Regions from separate parts of the Mus musculus genome. Here regions 1 and 2 are each linked to region 3. Evidence: chromatin contacts called from public HiChIP or PLAC-seq and promoter capture Hi-C data. All regions are on one chromosome and are shown on one strand. Each heading gives the region's core, a stretch centred on a gene start, on an enhancer-like site or on the middle of the called end of the contact. The rest is flanking DNA. Distances are from core to core; before and after follow the strand shown. Region 1 overlaps Acaca (acetyl-Coenzyme A carboxylase alpha). Region 2 holds the start of Dusp14 (dual specificity phosphatase 14). Region 3 holds the start of Ggnbp2 (gametogenetin binding protein 2).

The links. Promoter capture Hi-C pulls out the DNA fragments that hold promoters and counts their contacts. HiChIP or PLAC-seq counts read pairs in DNA pulled down with a chosen protein or histone mark.
Region 1: a promoter capture Hi-C map of hippocampal neurons shows a contact between it and region 3, with 6 times the contacts expected there. The contact joins the enhancer-like site here to the promoter of Ggnbp2 in region 3. A contact is called at or near these places in 6 of 39 promoter capture datasets (the 3T3-L1 cell line, the C10 cell line, cranial neural crest and 3 more), 13 of 115 datasets of contacts at active chromatin or transcription factors (acute myeloid leukemia, bone marrow-derived macrophages, embryonic forebrain and 7 more) and 3 of 9 other capture datasets (adipose tissue, embryonic stem cells and liver).
Region 2: a FOXA1 HiChIP or PLAC-seq map of pancreatic cancer cells shows a contact between it and region 3. The contact joins the promoter of Dusp14 here to the promoter of Ggnbp2 in region 3. A contact is called at or near these places in 2 of 39 promoter capture datasets (hippocampal neurons and maxillary cranial neural crest) and 5 of 115 datasets of contacts at active chromatin or transcription factors (bone marrow-derived macrophages, embryonic forebrain, large pre-B cells and 2 more).

The regions. Positions count from the first base shown.
Region 1 is chr11:84,269,441-84,273,407 of GRCm38.p6, forward strand. It overlaps Acaca (acetyl-Coenzyme A carboxylase alpha), which reads left to right. Exons shown (of 54, transcript NM_133360.2): 23 at 877-1,001. Among named protein-coding and RNA genes, the nearest start is that of Acaca, 76 kb to the left of the region's middle. Within about 2 kb of position 2,706, at least 14 of the 459 cell types and tissues checked have an H3K27ac peak or open chromatin away from gene starts, as enhancers often do.
Region 2 is chr11:84,067,025-84,070,691 of GRCm38.p6, forward strand. It overlaps Dusp14 (dual specificity phosphatase 14), which reads right to left and starts at 1,333. Exons shown (of 3, transcript NM_019819.3): 1 at 1,246-1,333.
Region 3 is chr11:84,869,169-84,873,021 of GRCm38.p6, forward strand. It overlaps Ggnbp2 (gametogenetin binding protein 2), which reads right to left and starts at 1,622. Exons shown (of 14, transcript NM_001364114.1): 1 at 1,437-1,622; 2 at 709-904. The coding sequence starts at 801. Ggnbp2os (gametogenetin binding protein 2, opposite strand) reads left to right here and starts at 837. Exons shown (of 2, transcript NR_131201.1): 1 at 837-928; 2 at 2,036-2,463.

The sequences.
Region 1 (3,967 bases), core at 1,456-3,955, 600 kb before region 3:
TTTCCTGGAGATACAGTAGAAATATTGATTTCCAATATAGCAGACACACTTATGAATACTGATAAGTGTGATTTTTTTTTTTTTTTTTTTTTTTAGCTTAAATAGTGCTTAGCAGTTAGGGTGGAATGCTCTCAGTGCGTCAGTGTGAAACCAGATGCCCAAGCTGACGTAGACCTCAAAGGTCGACAGGATTCATGCTTTCAACATTTATGTGTGAACGCATTGTATGTGTGTGGCCTACATGTATGTGTGTTCCTGTGTGTGGGTGTGTGTATCTGTACAGGTGTGAGGACAACTGCTGGTCAGAAATGCCATTCACTTGTTTTGATCCAAGGTCAGATTAAATGGGCCGGCCAGTGAGTTCCAGAGATCCTGGTGTGTCCATCTCTCCAGCTCTGGGATTACAAACATACATCACCATGCTGGGCATTCTTCTGTGGGTCCTAGGGATCATACTCTGGCGGCAAGCACTGTTCCTGCTGAGCCCTTGACCCTGACTCTTTAAGCAGCAGAAGCCTCCTTTTTGAAGGAAATTATTCCAGGAGAACAAACAAGGTCATGAAGAGAAAAAAGTGGGATTGGAGTCCCACCCGTCCCACCTTTATTTTAAAAGCACATCCCACTCCCTTTTAACTTTTTAAATAAACTCAAGACCCAGAGAGGTCAAGTGACTGGCATAGTGAATGGAGAGTAGAACTTGACCTTGAACCCAAGGTTATAACCTGGGTCCTAATGACCCCTGGTCTAAAGCCCTCCAAACAAAGGTGTTTCTTCTCACTGTTTATCAGCTGTGTGCATGCATTAAGAAATAGCCAGTTAGTAAGGATGAGGCTTCATATGTACATGGTGAAGACCAGATTTCTTTACCACTTGTAGGCCACTACGACAAATGTGTATTCGCCCTTCGGGAAGAGAACAAAAGCGACATGAACACCGTACTGAACTACATCTTCTCCCACGCTCAGGTCACCAAAAAGAATCTCCTGGTGACAATGCTTATTGTGAGTATCCAGTTTGTTTCTCAAACTTGTACAACTGATTGATGTTCTGCAAAGTGTGTGTGTGTGTGTCTGTTTGTGTTTGTGTCTGTGTGTGTGTGTCTCTGTGTGTGTGTGTGTTTCTGTGTATGTGTTTGTGTGGCTGTCTCAGAAGGAAAGCTGCTGTCTTTTATAATGATGTAAATTAGCCTGGGCTGCAGATTAGCTGGATCCACCCAGTGGATGACAAGAAGGGACTGTTCTGCATAGAATGTGTATAAGATCTTAGTTCTCTTGTACTTAGAAACGGCTGGCCCATGTTTCTGTTGTCAACATCATGGCGGCTCTGGAATGCAGTTTCCTCTCACCAGTGTGCTGCTCCATTTTAACTCTTGCATGTATCCAGCAACGCAAACACTGGCTTTCATGTCAGAAACTTAAAAAATGGGAGAGATTTAGTATTGTTCCTCTCCCTCCAAAAAATAATTAAATGCATATGGCATCTTCTTTGATTTACATGAAAGGCTATGCTCTTGTAGCTATGACTCTGTTCCTTTGTCTCCATATCTGACTAATACATGAAGGAGGAATGGAACTGGCTCCCACAAGCTGGGCTGAGCGGCCTCTAACGCTGGTGGGAGTTTGCAAAGTGGCACGTTTTCATGTTGATTTCAAGTTCTCCACTCCTAGTTCTTCCTGGCTAAGCTTGTGTTTGGAGTTGGGGAACAGTAGGACTGTTCTTAGAGGCCCTCCTCCACGATCCCGTGAGGCTGCTGCTTGCTTGGGACTGAAGTACGGCTACTCTCTGAGCTCCCTTCCCCAGCCCTTTGGAGAGGTCATTCTTGATACTCTTACGTCCATCATTTCTTCATGGAGGGAAAACCCCATATAAATCTTGCCTACCATTTTTATATAATCCCCCAAAGTGAAAGGAGATGGTCTTCCTTACGTCTCCGGTTGATAGCAGTACAACTCATTCAGCCCTCTGCCTCCTGGTTGGCTCTATTGGATATAACGTTTTATAGGTAGCCACTCTAAGAAACGTGTCATTATAGGAAGAGTTCATTACCTTTGCTACCCTGGAATGGCTGCCTGGTGAGGAAACCAGGTCTTTGAGAGGGGTGGAAATATTGGCACAAAGGACTATTTTAACTTCCCCATGAGACAGCTTTCTGCAAAAGAGTTGTATAATCTAGAGCTACTTGCTGTTTATTTTCCCTCAGAAATCCTACTTTCTTTTTCAAATTTTAATGCAAGGATTGTTAATTCTCACTTGGAGGAAGTCAAGACTTTCTGGCAGAAAGGGGTAATGATTAGAGGTAGAAGGATCTGCCAGTATGAACCAAAATGGGGCTGGAATTTGCCTTTATAGGGAGCTAATTATGGCAAATTTTTCATCTTATTATGATTACCTTTTTAAGAACTTAACAGTTTTCTGCACTAAAAATAGACCAAAGCCCAGAATCCTTGGAGCAGCAGAAGAGTAATGATCGTCCAGGACTGTCGCTGGGTTTCTTAAATTCTAATTTGTAAGATATAGGGGCTCGGCTCGCTCCTTTTGCGGAGTGATTGTAAGTAACGCTTGCCTTAAGAATCTCATTATTGGAACACGGAGCCATATTTCCTCTGAGAATTCTGGAGTAGCTTTGAGCCGGGGCTGTTCATTTCTCAAGTAATCACGCTGGTGTGATGGAGAGAGAAAATGGCAGCTGTTCGGAGCTCAGGCCTTCAATTTTCTTCAGAGTCCAGTCACTCAAGTGTGTAATTACACGGGGGTGCTGCAGAGGCGCTGGGCCCTGTCAGAGAACTGGTTTGAGGCTTTGCTTGCTGCTTTTGCCAGTCAGGACAGGCAGAAGCCAATGGGACCCTGACTTGCTGCTGCTTTTACCCCCACCTTGTCATCCTGATTATTTCTTACCTGCACAGATAGTGCCCCAACTTTCTTCCTAGCAGGCTGCGCCCTGGAGAAACAAACTGGCTTCCAGTGTCTGGTTTGGATGACTAGCGTGGATGTGGTAGAGGCACACTGGCAGCTGGATTTACCCGTTTCTTTATTTTAGTTTCTTCACTTCTTGTTACCCCCTCCACCACCACCCCCCAAAAAAGAAAAACAAAAGAAGACTCAGTGAGCACAATAGTACTTATAGGCCTGTTTATCACTAATTTATTTTCAAATATTAATTATCTTTACTTCATCTTGAGGATTTTGAAATTAGGGAATTAATTGATATGACTGAGTCAGGGCCAGCTAGCAGTGACATAGATAAGGGAAAGGTTCAGATGGTGTCCCTTTTTAATCTAGTACTTCTGAATACCAGGCATATTTTCCTTTTTGATTGAGACCAGCTGCTCCCCTCCCCCACATCTGCATTAATGAGAGTCGCCTGTAAGAAGCATTTGAGTCCTTAGGATTCCTCTTTGCAGGTATTACTGTCTTTTGCAGATGTCACTGGGACTTGGTAGCATTTCAATTCCCTCAGCTTGTATTCTCTTCTGGTCACCGTTCTCTGCTGACCCTGGTCTCCTGACTGATGGTTACGTGCCCAGCATTCCATCTCTGCTTCCTACAAGTAGGGATGTGGATGCGGTACTTTGCTGAGCTAGAAGATGACTTCTGGGCCTTTGAACCTAAAGGAAGGAATCAAGTTGCTCCAGTGGAGAGGTGCTGTGGTCCTCTGCAGTTGTTAACATATGTTGCATAGTGGTAACTTGCCCCAAGGATGGCTAAGCAAATTTCTGTTGAGTAGACTTCTCCACCGCTTTGCCTTTGTCCACAGGAACATGGTTTTACAAGTCATGCTGTATGGGATTTGATTCAGACAGAGCATAGAAAATGCAGACCAGTTTCTTTCCTTCTTTCTTTTTATCATGAGTGCATGTAATCTGTCCAGTATATAAGTACAAAGAAAAAGCTTTCTTAGAAATGTTATTTAATAAATGCTCGGCTTTATTTCTGTTGTTCTAATAAAATGTCTGAACAAAAAGCAACA
Region 2 (3,667 bases), core at 83-2,582, 800 kb before region 3:
GACTAAGCTCAGCGGCGCGGCGCTCTCGAAAAGGATGCTGAGAAGACTCGAATGAAGCCAACTGTCTCCCGTTTTATGGGGGAAAGCCAAAAATACCAAGCAGCTATTCTCCTCCCCCAAGCGTCAGTAGGTGAGTCAGAGCTGGAGGCAGGAGTGGGGCCCATGTGTCAAGCCGCCTGTGCAGGGCTCCTTCCTCCCTCCTCCCGGGAACTCTCGGCCCTCGTCTGACCTCATGGGAATTCTTAAGGTGTCTCCAGCAAGGAAGAAGTGGTGCCTCACTCTGGGGGTGCCTCACTCCTCTGTTTCTCAAGGAAACCGAGACTAAATGCCCTTTATGAGTCCACAAAAGACAACAGCAAATTGCAGCCCTAAACACAACTTTGCAAAGAATACATACAACACCCAAAGAGTTGCATCTTGTTGGAGGGACCCGGCTTTGTAGCTGAGGCCTGCGGCTGCAGACCACTGTCCCTTGGCCTCTCTGACCTTTCATTGTCCTCAGGGAGGATGTTCTGGTATCCCATTAAACTTCAAAGTTGGTACTTTTTGGAGCAAGAACTGCAGGAAACTGCGTTAAAACTCTTGGTCCACATTTCATTAAAGTCAGTTAAGAATCCGAATCCTTGCCTCCGTTTTTTACATCTACAAATCGGGAAAGCACAGCTCTCCACCTACCTCTTAGAAACTTCACTGAAAACTACCCAGAGAACGTAAACCAAATGCCGTGGGGCTCTCCTGAGTGGAAAGTATGAGGTATTGTTTTTAGTATTATTAGACCGGGAGACTACTGGTAAAACACCCCGCCTTCTCTTGCCTCTAAGATGCCCAGTTACCATAACATTAGCCGATGCCACTGGCAACATCCACTTCAATAGAAGGTAGTTATACAATCCTAAGGCGGCTACACCACTCGGCTCCCTTCCCTACCCCAAGCCCAGTACAATTCAACTTCGCTCCAGAGCAAGGATACTTAGGAGAAATAAGAGTCAGATGTGAGCATGGTGCACACCAATCTAACACCGAGGAGAGACGCTCAAGTTGAGTTCTTGGCATAGCAGAAAGCCAAGTGTTTCCAGGGGGTGGCGGGGCCGGTCGCGGGGTGCATGCTGACGCCTGCCGGCTTGGGTTCGGGGATCCCAGCCTCTCCCGCCCCGCGCCCCGAGGTCGCCGAGCACCCGCACAAAGTTTGCAGAGCCGAGGGTCGCATGCGCCCGGGCCCCTCTGGCTCTCCCCCGCACCCCGTACCGAGTGTGCCGGTGGCGGCAGCGGCGGCTCTCGGGTCCGTGCTGCTGCGAGGCTCGCGGCTTCTGCCCGCCGGCCTCGCGCGCCTCCCGCTCCCTGCGCGCTGCCGCCCTCTTCCGAGCGCGGGCCCGCAGCGGGGACGAGCGTGGGTTCCGGGCGCCGCGCGTGCGCGCTGCGGCGCGGGCAGGTCCTCCTGGCCCCGGTTCCTACTCACCTGGACTTACTCGCAGACCCCTGCTCCTTGAAGCCGCGTTGTCCTCCGGCCCAGCTTCTGAGCTGGCGTTCGAAGAATCTGTCCAAATGCAGAGAGGCAACTGCGGGAAGAGACAGAATAAAAGGTGTGAGCGCCGCAGCCAGTGACTAATCACCGCCTCTCAGCCACCCCCTCCTCCTCCCCCGGGCGAGACAGCCCCAGGTGCGGACCCAAGGGGGAAGGCAAAGCCACTCTTTTTTGCTTGTTTGTTGAGGCAAGGTCTCACTATGTAGACCAGGTTGGCCTGGAACTCACAGAGACTCGCCTGCCTCTGCCTTTATCTCCCTAAAGCTGGGATTAAAGGTATAAACCACCACGCCCTAATTCTTCCGTCAACTGCTGGGTGGATTTTGATTGACAGGTGAGGGAAGTAACTGGGGAAACTCCAAAGGAGTTAAAGACCCCTAAACCTCTGATGCATTGACAGTACCCACACTCCTAGGTACAACGAGGCTGACTTGTGGAACCCTTGAAATTTCTTTGCTCTCAACTAGCTCTCTCGCTCTCTCCCTCTCTCTTTCCTCTCTTTCTGTCCTCTTTAGGTTTTCTCACCTGAAATGAATGGATGCAAACTGACTTTAGCGCCACCCTACTCTTCTCTTCGCAAAACTGAGGGGCGATACAGGGGCGGTAGGAACGACTTCCTCCAGCCTCTGCAGTGAGTCAGACTCCAGGAGTCCTGACTTGGCGCTCGGTTGGTCCTGTGCTCACCCAAGCAATGCCCTCGCTGTAGCAAATCGCTGACATCAGAACTGCTGAAGTCAAACTAGTATTCTTGGATTTGGGGGAGGGGACAGAGGAGGAGCACGCCGCACTTAGGGCTTACTTAACAGTTTCTAGCATCTTCAAGTAAAACCTGGAGGTTTTTGTTTTACTTTCTTTCTTTTTTTAATCTCCATTGGCCAACTGGATTCAGTCTTTTTGTGGGTGCTGCAATATCTAGAAGTTTTTGTCTGTTTCCCAGACGAAAATATAACAGCAGAGGCATTTTAGTGATAATACAGGGAAAGCTAAAATGGCCTAGACTGAAGAGATTTGATGCCATTAAAAAGCATGAGAGCTTTAAAATTAGGCAAAATTAACCATTTCATGAAGAACACAAGGAGACTAAGATTAGGTTAAAGCACCGAGTTCAAACTGCATGGGAATATATCTTTCTGGTACTATTATCATTCCGGCAGTTTATTTCATGACCTGCTTTTGACATCCCTAATGTAAAAATAGCAAAATCTCTACTGGAAGTGATTGAATGCTGTTTGTATTTCTGCATGTCCCTCTACAGTGCTTCTCTCTCACACACACACACACACACACCCGTGCTGCCACCCTTTAACGCAGTGACCACCCCCAACCATATTGTTATTGTTGTTGCTACTTCCTAAGTATAATTTTGCTACTGTTTTGAACCATAACGTAAATGTCTGACATGAAGGATAGCTGATGTGGGACCCGTATGAAAGGGTCTTGGCCCACAAGCTGAGAACCTACAGTCCTGTACTCACTTCATGACTTGGTGGCAGTCACACTCCTCCTTAAATTCCATCCAGTTTTGTTTTTTGGGATCATTTTTGCTTACATTATTACTTGCACATGAGTAAGTTCTGGGTGGGGACAAGGAGCAGGACAGCTTTTGTAGACTATGCGATATAAGCCTTCCAGGAAAAGTCACACCCTAATTTAAGAGGGAGAGGCAAGCTCATGCAAAGAGACCCTTCTCTGTGTAGTTTATGCTAATGATCTAGAGTTAAGTAGAAAGGATGGCTGAAATATCTTCTCTGTAGATCTTTGCAGGGGCCCCAAGAGCCTTTGCTGGCTTCTAAGCCCTTGATATGCAGCCTGTGTGACCAAGGAACCATTTTTTTCTTTCTTTCTTTTTTAAAAAAGATTTATTTATTTTATGTATATGAGTAGTACACTGTAGCTGTACAGATGGTTGTGAGCCATCATGTAGTTGGCTGGGAATTGAACTCAGGACCTCTGCTCACTCTGGCCCCACTTGCTCTGGCCCAAAGATTTCTTTATTATTACATGTAAGTACACTGTAGCTGTCTTCAGGCACACCAGAAGAGGGAATTAGATCTCATTACAGATGGTTGTGAGCCACCATGTGGTTTCTGGGATTTGAACTCAGGACCTTCAGAAGAGCAGTCAGTGCTCATAACCACTGAGCCA
Region 3 (3,853 bases), core at 372-2,871:
TCCCACGTTTGTGTTTTTCTATCCACAATGAGCAGTCAGTTCTTCATACTACTTTACAGTCAATAACTTGGTCTTGGGCTACTTGTAAACCAAAAAAATGCCACGAAGGCCCATTTTGAAGAGTCATGGCTTAACCCAACCATTTCAAGAATTATAATGTACTAGGCAATGTGAGACGTATTAGGAAATCAAATCATTTAGGTGGAATCTTCGCTGTGCAAGAGAATGTCACTCTGCCCTCAGTAATTACACTTATGTAGAGATAGCTACAGTGTTCAAACGGGAAACACACAGGTAACAATGCAGCTGCGACATTTTCAACTAATTGAGCCTCCCGGAGGGTAAGTGCTTTCTGGAGAGGACAGGCCCTAAACGCCCCAGCTCCTTCAACCCTTCTCCCCGGCGCGTGCTTAGGCAAACAGCGTCTCAAAGGCAGGCCTAAAGGCCAAAGGTTCGGAGAGGGAGGAAGACCCGAGCAGGGGACCTCCAAGTGCCTTCGGGGCGCTGGATCTGGGGCCTGCCAAGGGTACCGAGAGGCCCCGCTGCAATGGCGAGTTCGTGGGGCCCATCGGAGAGGCGGCCTCGCCTAGGAGTTGCAACACACTCTTTCTCCAGTGCGCAGCGCTCGGCCTGGGGGAGGGGAAACAGCTGCCAGGCCGGGGAGCAGCGGGCCCATCCCGGCCCGGCCCGCTCAGCCCGCTCGCTCACCGTCAGGGTGTCGTCTATGTAGAGGGGGATCTGCCTCCTCTCGAAGGGGAACTCCTCCTCCCCGTCCCTGCACACTGCCACCAGTCGCGCCATCGTCCCCGACGCTGCCGTTGCCACCGTCACCACCTCCTCCCAGCTGCTGCCGCCGCCGCTGCTCCTGCCGCCGCCGCTGCTGCTGCCTCCTCCCAGCTCCTGCCTGCAACAGCCAAACCCCGCGAGCGTAAGCACCCGCCACCTCGCAGCACATTCGCCACGGGTGAAAGGGGTGGGGGGGCGCGGAGCGAGAGAGGACAGGAGAGCCGCGCTGCGTTTCCCATCACCCGATTCCACACGCGCTCAGCCAATCAGCGCCCCGCAGCGCCGGGACCCGCCCCCTCGCGCCGCCTGCCCTCCCCCACCCAGACCCCCCCTCCCCACCCACCCACCCCCCCCCCCCCCGCCCGCCGGCCTCCAGTCAGGGTCCAAAGGAGAGGCGGAAAAGGACCTGCTGGCCCCGGGACATCCCCGCCCAGCTCGGGAGTCCGGGCTCCAGAAGCCCATCCCCGCCTCGGCTACACAGCCCAAGCCCGCACCCCCTGCCGCTGACCCCTTCTCTCCTGGCTGAGCGCCCCGCCCAGGGTGGCCCCCTAGGCTGCAGTTGCCCGGCGCCACCCCGCCCCTGGGAGGGGTCGACCCTGCCTCGGCTCTGCAGAGTTGGGGTGGGGGCGAGCTCAGACCCCAGTCCTCACCCGGGTCGGAGAGAGAGAGCTCTCGGTTCTGACCTTCACTGACTTCGAGGACGCCTCCCTGACCCCCACCTCTGCTCCCCGTTACCGGCTGACGAGGCCCGCGTCAGGGCCGGCCTGGGCGGGAGCGCGGCTGCGATTGCCGTTTCCTCTCCAGGCTCAGTCAGCCGCTCGCGCCACGGGGAGTGTGGGAGGGAGGGCGGGGGACGTGGGGAGGGTGGGGCCGGGGAGGGGGGGCCGCGAACTCCAGGCGGGGCCTGCCTCTTCTCGCGAGACCGCGGCCGCCTCGCTCGTGTCCCGACTTTCGAAATCGGCTTGTACGGGTGGGGGGAACCCCCTGTGCTGTCGCGCTCGGCTGACCTGCGTGGTGCCCCGGATTTACCAAAACGAGCGTGAAAATAGGGCCAGTGGGGAGGCCCAGCAGGAGCAGCCGGGGTCCCTGCCAGTGACGACCCGGGATCTGCTCTCTGGAGACCGGTGGGGTGGAAAGCCCACTGGGGGGGGGGGGGAACCCAGATAAGACTTGGGTGAGCGATGAAGAGCTGGCGCTGTCGAGGTCTAGGAGAATGGACACTGCAGAGACCTTTGACCTTGTTTTCCAGGTTGCACACATGCGGACTTCCACCCCTGTAAGACTGGAGGAAAGGGCTCTGCTACCCTGACTCACCCAGAGCCGGCCGCCTTATGGGGACTGCAGCAAGATGGATGGAAAATATGTGCAGGATCTGTTGTTACAATAGACAGAAAACTGAACTGTAGTCTATGTGTAGCTTCCGACCAAAGGAACTTCTTGAGTTAATATTAACTTAAGGGACTCCCTTGGGCAAAGTTACTGATAGTGGCCAAAGGCCCTTCGGTCTGACCATCTTCCGAGAACCAGAGCTGCTGTAAAGAGAGTTTCCTCTGCACTCTTGACTACTGCCACGTTCTCAGGTACTAGTCTACGGAGGTCCATTGTAAAGCCAAAAAGATGGAAAATGTTTTGTCTTGATGGTTTTAATAATAAATCCATTCGCTGCTTGTACAACTACCAGATCTTAAGGACAGATCGAATATTTTCTGGTAAAATAGGGTAAAGCTGTTGTTACTGACCTTTAAAAGTATTTTGATCACATGAAGTCTTTCAAGTCACAACCAAAAAAAAAAAAAAAAAAAAATCCCACAGTGCATCCTTAGCCTTGTTGACTTATGACATTGTGTGGTCATTGTTAGAGTAGGTGACATAATAAACTGGAAGAACCATTGTGTGTTCCCAAAGGTGTGATTATCCAGTAAATATGTCTTTGGGCCATACTAAAAGCAGAACAGTGCGATCCTTAGTTGAAGTCCAGTTTTTCACGCACCTTCTGACAGGTTAAAATACATAGTAAAACTATGGACATTTTTAGAGAATCTTGTGTTTTATGTCTACAACTACTACAATCTATGTACCTACTTTGATTAATTGAATTTTAGGTTATGCTTGGTAACAAATATTGAGCCAATATGTATATAGCTACTAGCTTTAATTTTCACTATTAAATATACACCAGGTACTAGGAAAGAACCAAGCTATGAAAAAAAAAAAAAAAAAAAAGGCAGTTGACAAGCTAAAATACCTCTGTTTTCACTATAATGGCTGTATTAGATAAGGTAGTAAATCACTGGCATAATGTTATTTAAATTAGTACATCTGAAAATCTGTAAGCTGGATTTTCCTTTTCTTGATCTGACAGTATGAGTATATTCTATCAATTAAAAATAGAAACATGGGCTGTAAAGTTGGCTCAGTAGTTAAGAGCACTGACTGCTCTTCCAGAGGTCCTGAGTTCAATTCCCAGCAACCACATGGTGGCTCACAACCATCTGTAATTCTGATGTTCTCTTCTGGTGTGTCTGAAGACAGCTACAGTGTACTCATATAAATAAAATAGATCTTTAAAAAAAAAAAATACAAGCCCAGTATAGTAGCATACACCTGTAACCCCAGCACTTGGAGAGGCCAAGGCAGAGTGCTTACCATAAATTCAAGACCAGATTAGACTGCACAGACCCTTTCTCAAAATAGGAATTAAGTAGACATATTGCATATTTTTAATAAACATAAATGAGAATGTAAGCTCCTTAAAGGCATCTGTTTATATTCCTGGCACCTATACCCGACACAGAGCTCAGTAAATCAATTGTGATCTTTCTCTTCTGAAAAGCAATCTAATCAGGAGTTCTGCCTACTAATTCTGATTTTATGAATTCATTAGCTTTTCTTTAGGACATTAGGAATTGGAAGAGGGGAAGCACAGTGTACATTTTGTCCTTTTCAGTTAACGCCTGTAATTATCAAAGATATAAACTTAGACTAGAAAAGTATGGAGGGCTGAGGATATAGTGGTAGAACACTTGGTCTAGCAGGCTCTAAGCCCAAGGTTCAGTATCCAGTATCA